Linked DNA regions of Oryctolagus cuniculus: region 1 is linked to region 2. Evidence: chromatin contacts called from public Micro-C data. All regions are on one chromosome and are shown on one strand. The core of a region is the stretch at or near the end of the contact, and the rest is flanking DNA. Distances in the headings are between cores, read along the strand shown.

The links. A called contact is a pair of places that touch in the nucleus more often than the background predicts.
Region 1: a Micro-C map of ear pinna shows a contact between it and region 2, with 5 times the contacts expected there. The contact joins the promoter of P2RX3 here to the promoter of TIMM10 in region 2. A contact is called at or near these places in 2 of 6 Hi-C or Micro-C datasets (ear pinna and an unstated tissue).

Annotation. Positions count from the first base shown.
Region 1 is chr1:14,782,367-14,785,751 of mOryCun1.1, forward strand. P2RX3 (purinergic receptor P2X 3) reads right to left here and starts at 1,766. Exons shown (of 12, transcript XM_051854032.2): 1 at 556-1,766. The coding sequence starts at 674. SSRP1 (structure specific recognition protein 1) reads left to right here and starts at 3,126. Exons shown (of 16, transcript XM_070070311.1): 1 at 3,126-3,267. The coding sequence starts at 3,214.
Region 2 is chr1:14,597,913-14,601,314 of mOryCun1.1, forward strand. TIMM10 (translocase of inner mitochondrial membrane 10) reads left to right here and starts at 1,330. Exons shown (of 4, transcript XM_008271405.4): 1 at 1,330-1,506; 2 at 1,705-2,102; 3 at 2,569-2,676. The coding sequence starts at 2,606.

The sequences.
Region 1 (3,385 bases), core at 516-3,015, 180 kb after region 2:
CAAGGGTTTCTCCCCTTTCCAAGCCCTCTCACCGTCTCCCCATGCCAGGAGGGGAGTTCCTCGTCCCAACGCAGAGCGGTTCTCCCTCCCTCTCACCCACCATGAATCCCATCAACCGACCAATCCTTACCATCTCCCCTGTTTCCAGGCCTCCCCCAGGCTCCCTCGCCTTTTTGAGACCCCAAAGAGCTGATTGAGGGGACTGGGAGGATGTGGGGAGGGGCTGGCTGTTCTCTGGTGGGGGGGTGGCTGGAAGAGAGAGAGAAAGTAGAGGAGAGGGGCCACCTGGGATTGCTCCCGGTGGAGGGCAGTGCCAGGCCAAAGACCCCACTCCTTGGAGTGTGGATCTAGAAGTCATTCTCCAACTCTGGAGGACTTACTGGGGAAAAGTATTCACCTGGGGGCCAGATCCCAGTGCGTGGGGCTGACGCTAGTCTGTAGGAAGTGGCTGCACAGTGCAAAATGTTTCCCCCAAAAGGCAAAGCCCGTAAACCTGAAGAGCAGCCCTGTGGGATGGAGGGAGGGCAGGACACCAGGACAGGGTCACAGACTCACCCCACGAAGTAGGAGATGATCAGAAGCTGCACGGCTCGGTTGATGATCCCGATGGTCCAGCTCTTCACAACCACCGACTTGGTGGTCTCATAGGTGAAGAAGTCTGATACACAGTTCATGCTGCCAGAGAGCTCAGGGGCCCCTGGGAAGGGGCCCAATGGCAGCTCAGGAAAGACAGGTCCTCGGGGCCAGGAAGCCTGGAGCAGGTAGCTCAGAGGGGCTCCAGGAATGGGAAACCTGTTCCTTTAAGCCAGACAACCCCAGCCCAGTGCCCAGGCTCTCTCTGCTCTTGACACTCTGGCTGCCAAGAGTCCAGGGCCAGGGCGGGGGACCCCCTTTTTATTTGTCTCCACCCCACTCTCCTGTGATGTCACGGCAGGGGTGGGGTCTCCAAGCCTGGGCTCCTGATTGCCTGGGATGCAGCTGGCTAGGGCCCTCTGGGACTCGTGTTTTATCTGCACTCTGTCTATCGCTTCTGTTCCGATCTCTTCTGTTGCATCCTCATCCCAGCTCACCAGCTGCTGTGAGCTCTCCCTAAAGCCCCTTGCAAATGCCCCATCCCCCAGCCACCTAATAATCCGCCTGAACTGGGTAGCCCCTTTCATCTGTGAGTGCCTGTCTCGTTCCACCCAATTCTGCAGCCACCCCCTCCCTCCCTGAGTTGCCTCCAACAGCATGAGTTGGGGGGGAGGGTGTGTCTTCAATATTTTCCTGGATCTCTTGGGAGGGAGTAAATAGCATAGAGTCACATATTTTTAAACTGCAGTTGATCACAGCTAAAGCTCTACCTGTAGCATAGCAGTTATATATACATATATATATAAAACTTATACAGCAGTTATATATACATATACATACATATATATATATATATATATATATATATATATAGCAGTTATATGGATATACACACTCTCAGGTCATTTGTTGGATTATGCTTCCCTGGAAGGCTGGAGTTGTTTTCAGCTTGTTCACTGAAATCCTAGAAGTGTGTTGGATTAATTACAGCCCCCGGTACACTGAATTTATATTCAGATAATGTTAGAATAGCCACTACCCAGAGGTTAAAAGCCATGATTTTGGGGTGGTGGTGGGGGCAACGGTGTGTTGTCTCTTATCCCAGGACTGAGTTAGCAAGCTGGTGTAACCAGCGTCAGGGAAATCTTGAGTTTAAATATCCCGTGTAACGAATGCTTTTCTGCAGGACACATGGGCTCAGTGGCTCGGGACGTAAAACCACTGTGGTTACAGCAGAAGAGAACGGGACCGGAGTCCGAGGCGGCTTCCTGTCTCCACCTGGGTGGCCGACTCCCAGAGCCGCTGGGCAACTGCTCTCCGCAGGAGGCTGGAGGAGATAAACTCCAAACCTCTCTCCCAGCTCAGGCCGGCTCTGATTTTGCAAGGTGCACCTCTTCCAAGATGAGCTCATGTGGTTTCCAATCAGTTCTGGCTCTAAGGTGAACCCGACACCAGCGCTCGAACTCGATCCTGCCATTTGCCAGTCACTACCAGCGCCACTGCGGTTACAGAGGTGCAGAATTTGGGTGTAGACGGTGAACTCATTTCAGAAAGGATCAATCCCACTTAGCAGGGGGCAGCCGGCCAGCAGGCCTGCCACAAAGGACACGAACGCCCGCACGCGTTTCTCTCCGCAACTCTGAGGTATTTTTCTTCGTGTTCCACAGCTTCCTTTCTACCCCTAGAAATTAACCCCTACAGAAATTAACCCCCCAACCTCCGAAATCTGACAAAAATAAAGCCACGGTACACGATTTCCCTTTAGGATCCAGTCTCCGCTTGACGTGTCCGCAACGTTCTAAGAAGCCCGATGAGCCTTCATTTTCTAGTCAGTCGGACTTCACCGCTACCGCCCCGGCCTCGGGTCCTCCAGCGTCGCCGTCGCTCTAGGCGACTGTCTCTGCGGCGGGCCTGGTTGGCGTCTCTCTAGCCAGCTCATCCTCTCGATGGTCAGTGCGCGGCTTCCGGTGGCGGGACGCGGGGCCGCGCACGCGGGAAAAGCTTCCCCAGCTAACTCCCGTTCCCCGCGTCCCCGCCCCCCTCCCCCGCATCCCCCGAAGCGCCCACCGCCCGCGCCCGGCCCGTCGCGAGGCTGCAGCTTGAGGAGGTGGGTGGTCGTCGTCCCTGGGCCCCGCTCCCCCGCGGGACGCTCCGAATGGGCCGTTCCGCGTTCGAATCTGCAGGCAGCGGGCGAATCCATTTTAGCAGGAGGGGAGAACCATGAGGGCCAGGATGGAACCTAGCGCTCTGAGCTGGGTTGGGGCGCGGGAGATGTGCACGCTGCGGGCAGGCCTTGGGGTTCCGCTGCTCGTTACCATGGCTCCCGGTGTGGCGCGCAGAGAGGGTGTTGGCTTGGGGTGGTTCTGCGGGCCTGGGATTACCGGGGCTGACCCCCGGAGCACGGCACAGCCGGCCTGTTGGTTCCCGGGCAGAGGAGAGTCTGTGAACCCCCAGGGGCGGCCACCTGGCTCCATCCGTGAGCAGAGCGCGGCGCTGCGTTTCATGACTCTCTCTTGAATTCAGATTCCCAACCTGCTGACCATCTGCACACTCACCCAGGACTTGGGGCCCAGCGCCCAGTGTATTCGGTTTCCCTTGTGAGGCCTAGGGCTCTGCCCAGGCCACCAGGGGCAGGTCAACATGGCAGAGACACTGGAGTTCAACGATGTCTATCAGGAGGTGAAAGGCTCCATGGTGAGAAGGGCTTGCGTTTTTAATAGAGATGGAAGGAGGGAGCGAGCTAAAGTTGATGTACATGAACGAGAGCTTGTCCTGGTGACGTTTCTACTGGGAAAAGGAAGTCTCTGTATAA
Region 2 (3,402 bases), core at 80-2,579:
ACTCACGTAAGAGACCTGAATGAAGTTCCTGGCTTTGGCCTGGCCTGGCCCTTGCTATTGCAGCCATTTGGGGACTGAACCAGAAGGTAAAAGATTTTTCTTTCTCTGCCTCTTTCTCTGTAACTCTGCTTTCAAATAAATAAATAAATCTTTTTTAAATAAATCAAGACCTAATGTTTACTAAAAATGAGTCTTCTATTGTCTTGGACAATACCGAAATACACTAGTACAATGACCACATATAAAATAGCCAGGCCACCTTCTCCAACAGACACTGTGCCCTGTTTGTTATTATTTATTTATTTGAAAGGCAGAGTAACAAAGAGCGAGAAGGACAGAGGGATACTTCTCCATCTGTTGGTTTACTCCCCAAATGGCTGCCAGGAAGATAGGAGCCACCAGCTTCTTCGGGTCTCCCACATGGGTGGCAGGGGCCCAAAGACTCAGGCCATCTTTGGCTGCTTTCCCAGACAGGGAGCTGGATGGGAAGCGGAGCAGGAGGGACACAAGAACTGGAACTGCATGTGGTGGCTTAACCTGCTGCACCACGGTGCTGGCCCATGCATCACTAATTTACATCTTGTAAGTCTAGTTTACCAGGAATTGTGTGGAAAATCAGAGAATTAAGTGTTACAAGGTGGAGGGTTGGTACTGTGGCTACCATAGCAGGTTAAGCCTCTGCCTGCAGTGTTGGCATCCCATACGGGAGCCAGTTGGAGTCCCGGCTCTTCCACTTGCGATTCAGCTCCCTGCTAGTGCACCTGGGAAAGCAGTGGAGGATGGCCCAAGTACTTGGGCCCCTGAACCCACATGGAAGACCTGGAAGAAGTTCCTGTCCCCTGGCTCCCAGCTCCTGCCTGGCCCAGGCCTGGCTGTTGGTACCTTGGGGAAGTGAACCAGTAGATGGAAGATCTCTTTCTCTCCCCCCTTCTACCTCTGCCTTTCAAATAAATAATAAATCTGGAAAAAAAAAGTTACAAGCGTTCTTCAAAGAAATCACGAGAAATTGAATTTAGTTTATTTTGGTGCAAAAATTTTTTTAAACTGATCCATACAAGGGGTGTGCAAAAAGTTCATAAAAAATGTGTATTCTGGCCGCAGTGCGCCGGCCGCGGCGGCCATTGGAGGGTGAACCAACGGCAAAAGGAAGACCTTTCTCTCTGTCTCCCTCTCTCACTGTCCACTCTGCCTGTCAAAAAATAAAAACTTAAAAAAAAAAAAAAGAAATGTGCATTCTAGGAAAATTATGCACAGATTTCTTTTTTTTTTTCAACAGAATAAACATATTTTAATTGCATTTTCCTTTTTAAGTATCTGTGTGGTTGGGGGGGGGGGTGTGCGGTGCACATCAGTAAGCACAGTAAGTTCTGCAAGACAAGAGGTCACCGGTTCGCGCTGTCTCCTAGACCACGCGCACTGTTAGCTCCGTGGTAGCCGAAATTGCTCCAATTCGTCTCTTCACGGCTCGGGGCGTCTCTTAGATGTCGGCTAAAACGTTCTGCACGGGTAAGCTTTCGACGAGCAAGGACTGAAATCTGCAGCCCCACGGGCGGCTTCACGACCTACACACAACGTCCATGAAGCACTGGTTCTCAAAGTTAAAAGTTTTACCCATGCCTGGGTCCTACTACTAGAAACTCTGACTTAATTGGCATTAGGTGAAGCCGCCCGGGCGTCGGCAGCTTTTTTTTTTTTTCCTTCCAGGTGGTTTTAATGTGCGACGAAAGCTGAGAACCGCCATTTGGGGGCGTTCTTCCTTCTGCACGCAAGAGCTGGGCTCCGGCATCTGACGGGTGAAGTTCACCGACCTCGGTCCTCACGCCCTTCCTACCCAAATAAACCTCTCCGAGACAACCGGAAGGACTAGACTGGGGCTCTCAGCGGGGTGCAACCGCTCTGCACCCCACCCAAGCCTCTATGGTACTTTGACGTCCTCTCTAGCATTTGAAAGCCGCTTTCCCGTCCGGCCGGGCCGTTGCTCCCTCTCTATGGTAGCCGATTTCCCGGCACCCCTTGTTGGGGTTTCCTTCCGGTTCGAAGAGGTGGGACTTCACTCCCGGAAGTGGCCCACGTGCTTCCGCTTTAGTTCCCCGGAGCACTGGGTAAGTGTCTAGTATTTGCCCGAAGTTGGGGACGCCGTGTACTTTGTGGCTCGCCCCAGGCCGTGGTGAGTGAGCCGGGATCTCTGACTTCTGGGTGACCCTGATGTCGCCATTTCAGAGAAACAGGCTTTGGGGTGTGTCCTGGGCAGGTCGGTTCCGCGTTTGATCGAGTTCCCAGGGTCTCGGAGGGTCAGGCCCGCGGTTTCGTGTTCTGTCCATTTCTTGATCTTTTCCTGGACCGAGGTGACCTGGAAGCACTGGGACATCAGGTGTCTGGGGTTCAGTTTCCAGGCCCGCCATTGGCGCCCTGTGTAACCTTGGGGTAGACCGTGTTTCCTTTTAGACCCGTGTCCACATCCGTGAGACGGCACGGTCAAACGCACTGCCGTTGTGATGTTCTGTGGTTCCTTCGCGCTCCCCAGGCCCTGGGGTGGGAGGCTGACGGTGCTGTCTGTCCCTGGGCCAGGAGGCCGGAGGAGAGCCTCTTCACCGGCTGCGCTGAGATGGATCCGCTCAGGGCCCAACAGCTGGCTGCGGAACTGGAGGTGGAGATGATGGCTGATATGTACAACAGGTAAGGTCTAACAAAGCTTTTGTTAGCGTAGAGCAGCCCAAAGCCCCTGCTCATCCTCCCGACGTGGACCCCTTGGCTGACACTCATGCTGACCTGTTACCAGAACGGTTGGGCATTTATTTACTTGAAAGGCAGAGAGAGGAATAGGTCTCCTATCTGCTCCCCAGGTGCGTGCAGCAGGCCAAAGCCCAGAGCCAGGAACTCAATCCATGCCGCCTGTGTAGACGGCAGGGACTCAACTCCTTAAGCCAGCACCTGCTGCCTCCCAAGGTGTACGTTAGCAGGGGGCTGGAATCTGGAGAGAGCTGGGACTCCACACAGGCCTGCCGGTATAGGATGTGGGTGTCTTAACCACTGTGCCAGACATCTCCCCACTTCGTTGTTTTTTGTTTTTTGTTTTTTTTTTAAGTGACGTTGACCTTTTTAAAAATTTGAGTTCTTGGGGCCGGTGCTGTGGTGTAGTGGCTAAAGCTGCCACCTGCAGTGCCGGCATCCCATATGAGCGCCGGTTCTAGTCCCAGCTGCTTCACTTCAATCCAGCTCTCTGCTGTGACCTGGGAAAGCAGTGAAAGATGGCCCAAGTCCTTGGGCCCCTGCACCTGCATGGGAGACACAGAAGACGCTCCTGGCTCAGCACAGCTCCATGTGTTGTGGCCATTTGGGGAGTGAACCAGTGGATGGAAGACTTCTCTCTCTCTGCCTCTGCCTCTCTGTAACTCTTCCTTT